2 separate regions of the Macaca mulatta genome follow, and region 1 is linked to region 2. A link is a contact called in public Hi-C data. All regions are on one chromosome and are shown on one strand. Each heading gives the region's core, a stretch centred on a gene start, on an enhancer-like site or on the middle of the called end of the contact. The rest is flanking DNA. Distances are from core to core; before and after follow the strand shown.

Region 1 (6,945 bases), core at 3,818-6,317, 86 kb after region 2:
ATCCCCAAGGACTCTTATCCCCACCAAAGGTCCTCACTGCACACAGTCATCCCATCTCCCCCCAGGGGTATATTTCACACACACAATTCACATACAGAGGTCTGTGCACATACGCCCTTCCTCGTGACACAGACGAGGCAGAGCTCACACTTTGCCCAGGAATTTTCTTTGCTTTTTTCCATGTAATAATACTGCTTGGACATTGTTCTGTATCTATGCATACACAGAGTGTCTAAAGTCTGGAGCCTGGGCGTGGTGGTTCATGTCTGTAATCGCAACACTTTGAGGGGCCGAGGTGGGAGGATCACTTGAGCCCAGGAGTTCGAGACCAGCCTGGGCAACATAGCCCATACCTCATAGCAAGACCTCATCTCTACAAAAAATACCAAAAAATTTTTTAAAAAATAAACAAACAAAACAATAACAACAACAGAAAAGAATCTGGAAGCATAGGAAACATATTTAATTAATTCATTGTACTTTTTCAGATTAATAATTGGAAACATGGCCTTAAATTGAGGGAACCTGGCCAGGCACAGTGGCTCATGCCTATAATCCCAGCACTTTGGGAGGCTGAGGTGGGTGGATCACTTGAAGCCAGGAGTTCGAGACCAGCCTGGCCAATGGTAAAACCCCATCTCTACCGATAATACAAAAATTAGCTGGGTGTGCTGGTGCGCACCTGTAGTCCCAGCTACTCAGGAGGCTGAGGCCGGAGAATCACTTGAACCCGGGAGGTGGAGGTTGCAGTGAGCCAAGATCTCACCACTGCACTCCAGCCTGGGCAAAAGAGCGAGACTCTGTCTCGATCAATCAATCAGTCAATCTAGGGAACCATCACCAGCACAACTGAAGGCCAAAGGAAAATATCTGGAACATGTTATCAGAAATCTAACAGACACATCCCATCATATAAAACCATTGTTCCCTGGGTGTCCCCTCTGCAGACAGCCTGACAGCCTCCTCTTTTTCCCAGGGCCATGGAGTCCTCGCATATGAAGGTTGCATACATCCTCCTCCCAGTGCCCTCTTCAGGGCCTAGGTCTGCAGCCTCTTGTTTTGGGCATGCTTGCAAGGACAGTTGCAAGATGCATTCCCATGTGGAATTGCTGGGTGGAAGACAGGTGCATTTTCAGAGCTGATCACACAGCCATACTGCTGTGAAGAGCTGCACCCATTCATGCGAGTGTGGGTCACAGGCTCTGGGCGTGCCGTGCCTGTGGGAAAAGCAGCTCCTCAGGAGAATTAGTGCCTTCCTCCTAAAGGGAGGCCCAGAGCAAGCAGGGGCCGGTGTCACCCTCTTCCTCTGCACCCCTGTCCCATGCATGCAGGGGAGAAGAACAAGTCTGGCTGTGGAGAGAAGTCCAGGATGCCTTCCAGGCAAAGGCTGCCAGGCAGAGCTGGCCTCTCAGCTGATTAAGGTCTCTCCTTTCTCCACCCAGATAGCCCGCAGACCATTGGCAGGCGAGTGGCTGTGGGACTCGGGTCCTGCCTGGCCATCCTCATCCTGGCAATGTGTGGATTCAAGGTCCAGCGACGGTGAGCTCCTGCTGCCCCCCACCACCTCCTCTTTCCGTTGGCAGAGACCCGTGTCCATCTCGAAGCCTCCAGCCTGTGGAGTCCCTGACCCTCACACCTGTGCTTTTATTTCTCAGTTGGAAGAGGACACAGAGCCAGCAGGGGCTTCAGGAGAATTCCAGTGGCCAGAGCTTCTTTGTGAGGAACAAAAAGGTAGGATGGAGCTGGGTGCGGTGGCCCATGCCTATAATCCCAGCACTTTGGGAGGCTGAGGCAGGTGGATCACCTGAGGTCAGGAGTTTGACACCAGCATGGCCAACATGGTGAAACCCCGTCTCTACCAAAAATATTTTAAAAATTAGCCGGGCGTGGTGGTGCATGCCTGTAATTCCAGCTACTCAGGAGGCTGAGGCAGGAGAATCGCTTGAACCCGGGAGGCGGAGGTTGCAGTGAGCCAAGATCGTGCCATTGCCCTCCAGCCTGGGTGACAGACTGAGACTCTGCCCCCCACCACCAAAAAAAAGGATAGGCACGAGGCAGACCGTGAAGCTGAGTGGGGAAACAAGGTGAAGGAAGGAGATAAAATGTCCTCTGGGGAGACCTGGGCTGTCAGAGGCCAGGGAAGGGGACGAGGGTTGGGTAACAGGTGGTTAGCACTTCACCCTCGTCTCCCTCCCAGGTTAGAAGGACCCCCCTCTCTGAAGGTCCCCACTCCCTGGGATGCTACAATCCGATGATGGAAGATGGCATTAGCTACGCCACCCTGCGCTTTCCCGAGACGAACACACCACGAACTGGGTACTGAGGGTACCAGGAGGGTGACCCTGCACCCTGGGAGGGAGGCAGGAGGAAAAGCTCTTGTCTCGCCTGCCCTCTGTGCCAGGCCCATGCCAGGCACCCTGATACATGCACTGCCTTATTCTGGCTCCATAACAAGCCTCTGGGTAAGGGCCAGTCTCCGGAAGTGGACCTGCTTCTTCAAGTCAGCAGCGCACATGCCCAGTCCGTTCTTATCACAAAGGTCAAGACCTCGTGATACACACCCACGCCTACTCCCTGCACACACATTTGCACGAGCTCCTGCTGTGAGCTTTGGGCACTGGGGAGGCCTCAGGTTTTACATAAGGGGCTGAGGTTGGGGTGCTGTTGGGGGCTCTGGGTGTTGAGAGGGAGGAGAGTTCATGGGAGATGCTTCATACGTGGTCATCTGTCTGCCCTCCCTCTCAGAGATGCAGAGACCTCCGAGCTGCAGAGACCTCCCCCAGACTGCGATGACACAGTCACTTATTCAGTGTTGCAGAAGCGTCAGGTGGTAAGGAGGGTGGGGCTGTGGAAGGCTGGGGACAGACGCCTGGCTTCAGCGGTGGGTCCCACATAGGAAGGACTTGGGTAGGCATCCATCGTGGCAGAGGTTGGGTGTTGGAGACGGTTGCTCTGGCAGAGCGGGTCAGAGCCAGGCAGGTACCTCTGGGTCCTGGATACTGGCCACAGCCAGTTTCCTGACACGAGGACGCCCGCCTGGGCTTTTGGAGCCCCAGGTGGAATGAAGGAGAGAATGCAGAGAAAAGCAGCGGTGGAGGCTGGCGACAGCGGGGCCAGGCTGACCACCACGTGGTTTTCTCAGGGCGACTATGAGAACGTCATTCCAGATTTTCCAGAAGATGAGGGAATTCATTACTCAGAGCTGATTCAGTTTGGGTTCGGGGAGCGGCCTCAGGCACAAGAAAATGTGGACTATGTGATCGTCAAGCACTGACACCGGACGGACTGCGGCGGAGGCGCTGGGGGCAGCAGGGGCCAGGGAAGTCCCAGAGCTTCCCCAGACACCACCACATGGCTTCCTCCTCCGCGCATGCGCATGCGCGCACGCCACACCACACACACCACACACACCACACACATGCTCACTGTGGAGAACCTTGTGCCTGGCTCAGAGCCAGCCTTTTCGGTGAGGGTAACCCCAACACTCCAAAGCTCCTGTCCCTGTTCTGTTCCACCCAGCTCCTTGCTACCCAGAAACCCATCTAAACACCTGCCCTGACATGCACACCTCCCCCTGCCCCCACCATGGCCACTGGCCACCCCCACCCCCAGCAGCTTGTGTCCCTCCTGGGATCTGCTTGTCATCATTTTTCCTTCCCTTCTACATCTCTCTGGTCCCCTACCCCTGATCTGACATCCCCAGTCACAAATACTATGCCCAGTTTCTGCCTCTGGGGGAGAGCCCAGAAAAGGACAGAAATGAAGTAGGAAAGGGCCCGGTTCTGGCCTGGCTTCCCCTCTGGAAGTGAGGCATTGCACAGGGAGGCGTACATAACAGCAGCCCCTTGACTCCAAGGACTCCGGGTTTGAGACGGACACACTGGTATGGATTAACATGCCATGGAGACAGAGCTCACAATAAAAATGGCTCAGATGCCACTTCAAAGAACCAGCGAACGCTTTTCAGTCTGTGGAGTCAGAGTGGGGATGAGGAGAGGGGAAAGGCTTCACGGGGCCTGGGGGGAAGGAAATGGAGTCACCGTGGTTTAGTGATCAGACCAGCAGATTAGAGAGTCTGGTGTCTTGTTAGGAAAAGCATACTGGCTCTGCAGGCAGACAAGCGTGAGAGCTTGAATCTTGATTCTTTGGCTTAACTAGCCCGGTGATCTTGGCAGGGTTCACCAGCTTGCCTGAGCCTCGTTTTCTCCATCTGTAAAGTGGAGAGGGAGAGACCACTGCCTACCACGCAGGTGGCCCACGATAGGAAGTGAGGCATCGTCTTATATATGCTGGAGCCACACTGAGACCCAGCACAGAAACTGAAAGTCCCCCAGAAAACAAACCCCCGTCCTTTATTTGCATTTCTCGAAGAATGTGAAAAGGGGAAGCCAGTTCAAATCGGCTCTTCCCAAAAGTGACGCTACTCAGTTCTTGCACAACCCATAGCTGCCAGAGAAAGTCCTGAAGACCAGCCACCCTGAGAAACCTCACAGCTTATCTGTCGTTCAAGGTCCTCTGCACCCGTTCCCTAATTCTCTTCACTGATTCAGACTTTCCAGTTAGGTGCCCCAGCTCCCCTCTCGCTTCTCAGGTTTGATCTTTCTCCACCCATTCACCTGCTTCGGCAAAGGGGCCCATTCTCCTTAGAGGGCAGGGGTGTGATTATCTGACCATCAAGGAGATCGGCTCCTGGCATGTGGCAGGTTTCCCCAAACTGCCACCTTCCTTTCCCATCCTCCTTTCCCTCCCATCTCTGCTCAGTACCTGGATGGTAACTCTAGGAATTATGGTGCAGGGAGGCCTTGATCTCCCCATCAATCCACTTTGTCCCTTGTTTGATTTCTCATGAGCACCATTAACTTTTCTGGAGGCAGGTGAGACTTTAAGAACTATTTAAAGGCCAGGCGTGGTGGATCACGCCTGTAATCCCAGCACTCTGGGAAGCCGAGGTAGGCGGATCACCTGAGATCAGGAGTTCAAGACCAGCCTAGCCAACATGGCAAAATCCTCTCTCTACCAAAAATACAAAAATTAGCCGGGCATGGTGGTTCCCACCTGTAATCTCAGCTACTTGGGAGGCTGAGGCAGCAGAATCGCTTGAACCCAGGAGGTGGAGGTTGCGGTGAGCCGAGATCACACTACTGCACTCCAGCCTGGGTGACAGAGCAAGAGTCCGTCTCAAAACAACAACAACAACAACAACAACTGTTTAAATGAGACAGGGAGGGTATTGGGGTGTCTGTGCCCAAAATGAGGTCTGATGTCATTCAACCCTTTTTTCATTTACTCGGCACACAGATACTGAGCACCTGGAAATGCACCCAGTACAGAGCCAGTTGTTAGGGCACCAAAAAGATAAGGCATAGGACCAACCTTGGGGATCTGTAGTCTAGGGCTGCCAAGGGTTTTTAAGGCAAGACCCCCTGAAGGGAGCTGAGGCAGTCCTAAGCCTGAAGGGCCTGGCTCAGGCTCCCTGGCAACCATCGAGCGTCTTCCCCTTCCCACCCTGTCCCTCAGCACAGCTGCTGACATAAACCTACTACATGGCTGATTGACCATGAGATGTGGCCATCAATAGACATTGCTGAAGCATGAAGAACAGGTGCCCAGGAAGCTGGGCGGCCAGGACTCCAGACGCAAGCCGCCGCCCTCCACAACCCCAGCTCTCACCGTCCTCCCAGGGTCCAGATAATGGATCGTGCAATTAGGTTCCCAAACACCTGCTGTGCAACATGCAGTAAACAAAGCAGACCAAAGCCTTTGCCCTCAGGAGGCCCGGCATTCTAGCTCAGGAGCCAGCCAAGACGATGTCGCACTGAAGACAGACAACAAAAGTGAGATTCACGGGAGGGATCAGTGTGGCTGAGGCACCCGGGAAGGCCCTTGGAGGAGGTGACCTTGGGCAAAGATCCAGACGCCAGGTGGGTGGAGCCAAAGCAGAGATGATCTGGAAAACCCAACAGGTCCCCGGGGCTTCACTTTTGCTATAGGAGGGGAAATGGCACTGCTTTGGATTCTTCCTCGGTTTTGTCCCTTTCTCGGTTCCCAACAACAGACGGAACAGTAGGAGGCCGATTCTCTGCTCACAGCGGGTGCTACACCCCATGCGCGGCTCCCGCTGGGGGAGAAAAAGGAGAGCATGGACCAATTTAGTGACTCCAAGGTGTGAAAAGCAGTGAGATGGTGTCTTTGAGGGAGTTAGTGACAGGCTGAGACCCCCTTGCTGTTCCCCCTGAAGCCTGGTGACTGGAGCTGCCAGGAGGCCACACAGAGAGAGGCTGATGATGGGAGACCTGGAATTTGGAAGGGGCAGAGTGGTCAGGTGACCGACACATGCCTGAGAAAACTGATGTGGAGAGGCTGTGTTGTCATTCTCAGGCAGGAAACAGACAGACAGACAGACAGAGACATGGGCACAGTGAGAGACAGGGGCAGAATCACAGAGCAGAGCTGGCTTCTCACCAGCAGGCATGGGCACACCTGAGAGAGCATCCAGAGAGGTTAGAAATCTTCCTTAGGTCCTCCTGGGAGACTCAGGTGACCCAAATGGGAAACATGAAAGGCTGGGAGGATTCCCAGGGCTGAGAGAAGGAAGTTACACAGCCGGCCGGTGCCACATTCCTTGTGCCTCAGGGAGTGCCCCCCAATGTCCCCAGCCATGCACCCTGGGGGGAGTCAGCTTGGACATTTGTGCCACCCCTTGTCAGGCAAAGTGGGGGCCACAACCTGGGTCCTCCAGTGCCAGCCAGCAGAGGCTGCCCCCATCCCTTGCCTTCCTCCTCCTGCTCCTTTCTCCAGCCCTGGAAAGGTCAGAAGTCACCATCCTGGAACTAGAGGGGAAGGAGAGGCAGAACAGAGGGGCCCCTCCTTGCAAAAACGAAAACAAGCCCACAACCTGTGCAGAGCTGCACCTGGGTGTGATCACTCCTTATCCCACACACCCAC
Region 2 (6,994 bases), core at 2,684-5,183:
TCTGTTAGGTCCCCACTTCATGGGGTGTTGTAGGTATTAAGGAAGTCACTGGCTAATTTTATAGTCATTGAAGTCAGTGGTGTGCAACCTGGTTCCTCAAAGGATCACTTTCCTGAAAAAATTCCACTGCTCCCTGGAGGCTTATGCAGGCCATTTCATCCCCCGCCTCTTGTCGTGTTTAGCTGACAGCTTTTTGCCCAGGCAGTGAGTGTTAGGTCCATTTCACAGATGGGCTGCAACCAAGTTTGCAGTGAACCCACCAAGACCAGAGCTAGGGCCAGGACTGTAAATGCTGGTCCCAACACCACATTTCCTCCATCTGGAGACCCTGTTACCCCAACCTGGCACCCCATTAACTCTCTGGCAGAGGCCCTGTTACATCTGCTGCTGCCACAGCCTCTGCCACTGATGAAGTTGCAGGCTGCCTGCGCTAATGAATGGGCTTCCTCTAGGCTGTGCACTTAGCCTTCTGCTTCCAAACCAAATCAGAGGTGAGGCACCCTCTCTGGGCCCATCTCTTTCCTCCATTTACCTGTTGGGGTCCCAGGGAGGAAGCCACTTGCCTAGGGCCCAGGAACTTTGCAAGCGTCTTGCCCTAGGGAGGAGGATCTTGCCTCGAGCTGTCAAGCCTAGACCCTGACAGGGCGGGTAGGAATGGGTGCAGTCCATGAGTTAGAAACACTGGAGGAGACACTGCTGCTTGGCCAGGGCAGGCAAGTTAACTCCTGAGGCTCCTGCCATTGCATCTCGGTCTGGAAGGTGACCAGGTGGGCAGGATGCACGTCTCCCAGATGACTCATTTTTTCTAGAGCAGGGGCTTGGCCGCCAAAGAGGATACATGATTTTGGCTTGTGGGGACAGTGGTGGACGCAGCACCTGGGCTTTATATAAAGGGGCAGCTTTGTTGCCCTGTAAACACACAGACCATGGGTGGCCACTTCTTCCAGTAAGTTAGCTGGGGAGTTGGAAGTTTAGGTAAAACCTTTTGATTGGCAAACGCTGGCAAATCACCATGCTGTTAAATGAAACATTGTCCTGCCACCCTGGGGCCGTGGGCTGCCTGTGTGCACCCTCTGAAAAACCACACAGGAAGTGGGGTGGGGTCTCTGTGAAGCTGGTGTCCCCCAACCTCAGGGATGCTGCAGAAATGGAATGAGGACCAGCAGGGACTCAGATGCCCACGGAAGCTCTACAGTGGAGAGGGCGGCTTGGGAAGGAGGTCCAGGCCCAGGTCCCTCTGAAAGCCAATGGGTATGGGGCAGCCTGGCTCCTGCCCCACCCGCCTTCTCATGTTCATTGTGTCCTCACAGTGTATGCCGCCGGCAAAGCAGCCACCTCAGGTGTTCCCAGCATCTATGCCCCCAGCACCTATGCCCACCTGTCTCCCGCCAAGACCCCGCCCCTACCAACTGTGATTCCCATGGGCCCTGCCTACAACGGGTACCCTGGAGGGTACCCTGGGGACCTCGACAGGAGTAGCTCAGGTGAGGCTGGGGGAAGCAGGAACAGCTGGTGGGGGTGTGCTGGGCATCTGGACACTGAGGGGCAGGGGCTGGAAGGAAGAGGGTCTTGGGAGCCGAGGAGGGGCTCTGCTCCTGGTGAGCAGCAGCTGACAGCCACTCTCCCCCAGCTGGTGGCCAAGGTTCCTACGTACCCCTGCTTCGGGACACAGACAGCAGTGTGGCCTCTGGTGAGAATCCATCATCCCAAAGTTGGATGTGCCTGTAAGGGAGAGGGCTGGGCCAGGATCCATCCTCCCAAACCGACCACCACCACCCTGTCCTTAGAAGTCCGCAGTGGCTACAGGATTCAGGCCAGCCAGCAAGATGACTCCATGCGGGTCCTGTACTACATGGAGAAGGAGCTGGCCAATTTCGACCCTTCTCGACCTGGCCCCCCCAATGGCCGTGTGGAGCGGGGTGAGCAGGAGCCTTGGGGTCTGACGGCTTTTAAGCTTGCGGGGGGGAGGGGGGAAGCATGTCTCCCTGATACCTGCCCCAGGGACTCTTGGTGCAAACCCTGGACCTGGGCAAACCTGGGCTCCTCCAGTAGTCAGTGACACCCCCCCTTCCCTGCAGCCATGAGTGAAGTCACCTCCCTCCATGAGGACGACTGGCGATCTCGGCCTCCTCGGGGCCCTGCCCTCACCCCGATCCGGGATGAGGAGTGGGGTGGCCACTCCCCCCGGAGTCCCAGGGGATGGGACCCAGAGACCCCCAGGGAGCAGGCAGGCGGGGGCTGGCGGGCCAGGCGGCCCCGGGCCCGCTCCGTGGACGCCCTGGACGACCTCACCCCGCCAAGCTCCGCCGAGTCAGGGAGCAGATCTCCCCCGAGTAGTGGTGGGAGGAGAGGCCGGGCCTACATGCCCCCGCGGAGCCGCAGCCGGGACGACCTCTATGACCAAGAAGACTCGAGAGACTTCCCACGCTCCCGGGACCCTCACTACGACGACATCAGGTCTCGGGAGCGCCTCCCTGCCGACCCCAGGTCCCACTACCACCGTACCCGGGACCCTCGGGACAACGGCTCCAGGTCCGGGGACCCCCCCTATGATGGGCGGCTACTGGAGGAGGCCGTGAAGAAGAAGGGGTCGGGGGAGAGACGGAGACCCTACAAGGAGGAAGAGGCCTACTATCCGCCCGCGCCGCCCCCGTACTCGGAGACCGACTCGCAGGCGTCCCGCGAGCGCAGGCTCAAGAAGGTGAGGGCCGCCCTCCCTGGCGTCCAGATCGTCCCTGGGTCCCCAGCCGGTCCCCGCGGCTCATACCCTTCTTCCTTTCTCCCTTGCAGAACCTGGCCCTGAGTCGGGAAAGTTTAGTCGTCTGATCTGACGTTTTCTACGTAGCTTTTGTATTTTTTTTTTAATTTGAAGGAACACTGATGAAGCCCTGCCATGCCCCTCCCGAGTCTAATAAAACGTATAATCACAAGCTCTGGAGAGAACCATTTGTTCAGCCGCGTAGGGCGGGGAACGGGGACTGCTCCCGTGTGTGTCTGTAAACCCCGCGTCCCGGGGGCGCCGGAGTCCCGGGCCGGGAAGGAGAGACCCAGCCTGGCCCGGCCCGCGCCCGCGCCCGCGCCGCCGGCCGGAGAACGTGCCCCGCCGCGCAGCCGCCGCCCGCCTGCGTGCGCGCCCCAGCCCCGCCCAGGCGTGCGCATGCGCCCCGGTCCTCCGCCTTCGCGCTCCGCAGGCCGACTGCCGGGAGCGCGCGCGCGCGCCCCTCTCCCATTCCAGCCCATCCCCCCACCCCCCACCGACCTACTTTACTGTCTCCAAACTCAGGCAGCCCACCTGGCCCCCGGCGACCCGAGCCCCTGCTCCGGGTTCCCCGACGTTCCATCCGGACCCTCGTTTCACCCGGGCGGCGCGCGGCGACCTCGCGCCCCGCGGAGCCCCGGGCCTGCGCGCGCCCGCCCGCCCCCGGAGACAGCCAGCGCGCGCGCTCCCGGGCCGCCTCCCCCAGCGCGCGTCCGCCCCGGGCTCGCGCCTCCGCCGCCGCCGCCGCCGCCGCCGCGCGCGCGCAGCTCAAGTAAAGGAGGAAAAAAAAAAGGGGGAAAAATAGAAAGCGGCGGCGGCTGCAGCAGCGATCCGCCGCCGGACTGGGCCAGGCCGGGCGGCGGCTGCGCGAGCCGGCGATCCAGGGCACCGGCGGCGGCCAGCCAGGGCGGGCCGTGTTCAAAAAAAAAAGTCGCGGCGGCGGCGGCTGCTCAGGGAAGGAGGCCCGAGGGCCGCGTGCAGCGGGCGGGCGGGCGGGCGGGCTGGGGGCGGCCGCGCGGCGTCCCGGAGCCTCGGGCCGCCCGGAGCCGGCGGGCGGGTGGAGGCGGAGGCGGCGGCGGCTGCAGCGGCTGCAGGAGCGGCGGCGGCTGCGGCGGCGGCATCTCCTCCTCACATGACCCCACTGTTTGTCCCCGTGATCAGCGCGAGCGGCTCCCGTATCTCCTCCGTCCCCTCCTGCCGCGCGGCGTGAGCGCCGGGCTCCGGGCCCCCCCGGCCGCCCGCCCCCTCCCCTCCCTCCCTCCCCTCCCCTCCCCTCCCCCCCGGGCCCCGCGCCCCCCCCGCCCCCGCCCCCCCCATGGACATGCTGGACCCGGGTCTGGATCCCGCTGCCTCGGCTACCGCTGCTGCCGCCGCCAGGTAAGATCCCCGGCCTGGCCGTGCCCCCGCGCCCCGGCCCCGGCCCCGCGGCCTGCAGGCCGGGGCCGCCATGATCCCGAGCGGCCGCGGGCCCGGCTCAAAATGGAGGCCGCCGAGGCGGGGGGGGACCCGGCGTCTCCCGCCCCCAGACCCCGGCCCCGGCAGCGCCCCCGGCCTCAGGCGCAGCCGGGAGGGACGGGGGCCCTGCAGCTGGGCACGGGGGCGGGGGCGCGAGCCGCGCTCATCCCGCTCCCTCCTGTGCCCCCGGCAGCCACGACAAGGGACCCGAGGCGGAGGAGGGTGTCGAGCTGCAGGAAGGTGAGTGTTTGCGGGGCCGGCCGCGCCCGGGGAGGGCTGGGGGCGCCCGGCGCGGCCGTGATCGTGCCCCGACCCTCCTCGGCCCCAGGCGGGGACGGCCCAGGAGCGGAGGAGCAGACAGCGGTGGCCATCACCAGCGTCCAGCAGGCGGCGTTCGGCGACCACAACATCCAGTACCAGTTCCGCACAGAGACAAATGGAGGACAGGTGAGCTGCGGGCCGCGAGGGCGGGCGAGCGAGCGAGCGAGCGAGCAGGCGGGCGGGCGGGCGCGCCGGGAAGGCTCGGACCTGGCCCCAGCGCCGGCCTCGCCGCTCTGCCGCCCCCTGCAGGTGACATACCGCGTAGTCCAGGTGACTGATGGTCAGCTGGACGGCCAGGGCGACACGACTGGCGCCGTCAGCGTCGTGTCCACCGCTGCCTTCGCGGGGGGGCAGCAGGCTGTGACCCAGGTGGGTGTGGACGGGGCAGCCCAGCGCCCGGGCCCCGCCGCTGCCTCTGTGCCCCCAGGTCCTGCAGCGCCCTTCCCGCTGGTAGGTGCCCTGCCACCCCTGGACGGGGGGTGGAGAGGGGACACTGGCTCTGCTCTTGGGGATCCCCGGGGGTGGGGCAGGTGTCGCCCAGGAGATGCTGCCTTCAAGCCTCAGGCTGCATGGGGTCAGATTCCTCTTGTGCACCTTGAAACCTGGGGATGGTGCTCTTGGAATTTTTTTTTTCTGCAAAATGGGAATGATGTGTCTAAGAGGAAAGTTTCTTAGAGTGCAAAACGGATTGGCTCAGCAAGTGATCGCTGACCTCCTGCCATGTTCCAGGGCTGTCTGAGACACAGGACAGAATGCTACTCGCAGAAGGAGTCCCCACTCCTGTTAATTGCGGAGAATGCAGTAAACCCCGAGCACAGCAATGAGGGGACCGGATAGAGGAACAGAGAAAGCTAAGGGTAGTCTCTGTCCTCCTACTACAGGCTGTGATCCAAAATCCCTTCAGCAATGGTGGCAGCCCTGCGGCCGAGGCTGTCAGCGGGGAGGCACGATTTGCCTATTTCCCAGCGTCCAGTGTGGGAGATACTACGGCTGTGTCCGTACAGACCACAGACCAGAGCTTGCAGGCTGGAGGTGAGGAGAGGAAGAAGCCAGGTTGGCAGGTCGGGGAGGCAGCGGGCCCAGCAGGGAGGGAAGCCCCTGCAACCAGTTCTGACTTCACCCTGTCTTGCCACTAACCCCCACTATCCCTGCAGGCCAGTTCTACGTCATGATGACGCCCCAGGATGTGCTTCAGACAGGAACACAGAGGACGATCGCCCCCCGGACACACCCCTACTCTCCGTATGTGCAGGGGACACCAGGCGGGCCTGGCATTGGAACTGAAGGGAGGGGTTTCTGGAGTAGAAGCTGGGCAGTTAGCATGAAGCGGGCACATGGTGTAATTTTTTTTCTTTGCCTGTTTCTGCTTCTTTAGTGCACATAAAGTATCATCTCATTTCTGCACACGGATTTACCTGAAAAAGATAATTTTTTAAGTCTAATACTTAACAAATGCTTGGGCAAACAAATCTGTGATAATACATGCCCCTTTTTTTTCCCTCCTTTTCTAGAAAAATTGATGGAACCAGAACACCCCGAGATGAGAGGAGAAGAGCCCAGCACAATGAAGGTGAGGACAAGGTGTGGCTCCGGGTCCCCCCCGACCACCGCCCTCACAGGCTCAGCCAGCCCCGGGGTGTGGAGTGACAGAGAGGGAAGCCACTCCTGGCAGGCCACAAGTGCTCCAGAGGGCTTTGCTGGACGCTGTAAAGGTAGAAAGTGAGCAACGAGGGGAGAGTACAGTGTCAGAAATAGAGGGACAGGGAGTGTGAACTGGAACTGGCCATGTGTTGACTCGGCTGGTGATCTTGAATTCATGGCCCACATCTAAGATGGTGGATTTCATGTTCCCATATGGATTGCCTGCCCCACTTGAAAATTGGGGCTGACCAGGCTCACCTGAGCTGACCTTTCCACGTGGCAGCTGTCATGCTCACATCCCTCATTCCCATGCCTGCCTGGCCTCCAGAAGTAGGTCTGTTCCCCCAGGGAGCACATCTGAGGCAGAAACTGCATGAAGCTCTGCCTCTGGCTGCCTAAGGCCGGAGCATCCTGCCCTTTCCAGAAACACCAAGTCTCACCTCAGGTCATTTGGCCTTCGACACTGTCCCCTCACCACCACCCCGCCTGTCAGTAGCCACTGTAGTGGGCACAGCAGCATGCAAGTGCCAGGGGAGTGCTTATACCCAAACAACCATCATTCAACAAATATTTACTGCCCATGGGTTCTGGGCCGAGCGGCACAAGCCCTGTGCCAGGTCTGGAGTCTGGCCTGGAGCGTTGGGGAGGCTCGAAGGCCGGCGGGCTCATGTCTCACGGGTCTCATGGGACATTGATGGGGAGTGGGCTGGGGTGAGGCTTCCCCAGGGAGAGGGGAGTTTGGGTCAGGTTACTTTGTGGGGTGCTGGTTTGGTTGTGGGAGAAGTTCCATCTGGAATGCCTCAGGAGGGAAGATCGGGG

Evidence for each region. Hi-C and Micro-C count contacts between places; a contact is called where the count stands out from the background.
Region 1: a contact with region 2 is called in a Hi-C map of blood, with 3 times the contacts expected there. The contact joins the promoter of FFAR1 here to the promoter of USF2 in region 2. A contact is called at or near these places in 2 of 14 Hi-C or Micro-C datasets (blood and cortical neurons).

What each region holds. Positions count from the first base shown.
Region 1 is chr19:46,622,064-46,629,008 of T2T-MMU8v2.0, forward strand. FFAR1 (free fatty acid receptor 1) reads left to right here and starts at 5,068. Exons shown (of 4, transcript XM_077982205.1): 1 at 5,068-5,921; 2 at 6,799-6,945. It overlaps CD22 (CD22 molecule), which reads left to right. Exons shown (of 17, transcript XM_077982154.1): 13 at 1,443-1,539; 14 at 1,656-1,731; 15 at 2,198-2,316; 16 at 2,746-2,830; 17 at 3,143-3,946. The coding sequence ends at 3,274.
Region 2 is chr19:46,537,278-46,544,271 of T2T-MMU8v2.0, forward strand. It overlaps USF2 (upstream transcription factor 2, c-fos interacting), which reads left to right and starts at 3,934. Exons shown (of 12, transcript XR_013410488.1): 1 at 3,934-4,135; 2 at 4,407-4,453; 3 at 4,542-4,660; 4 at 4,784-4,984; 5 at 5,416-5,566; 6 at 5,689-5,776; 7 at 6,046-6,104. LSR (lipolysis stimulated lipoprotein receptor) reads left to right here. Exons shown (of 10, transcript XM_077982169.1): 6 at 1,311-1,484; 7 at 1,631-1,690; 8 at 1,788-1,919; 9 at 2,079-2,701; 10 at 2,791-2,930. The coding sequence ends at 2,826. It overlaps LOC144337408 (protein FAM187B-like), which reads right to left and starts at 3,442. Exons shown (of 2, transcript XM_077982217.1): 1 at 3,293-3,442.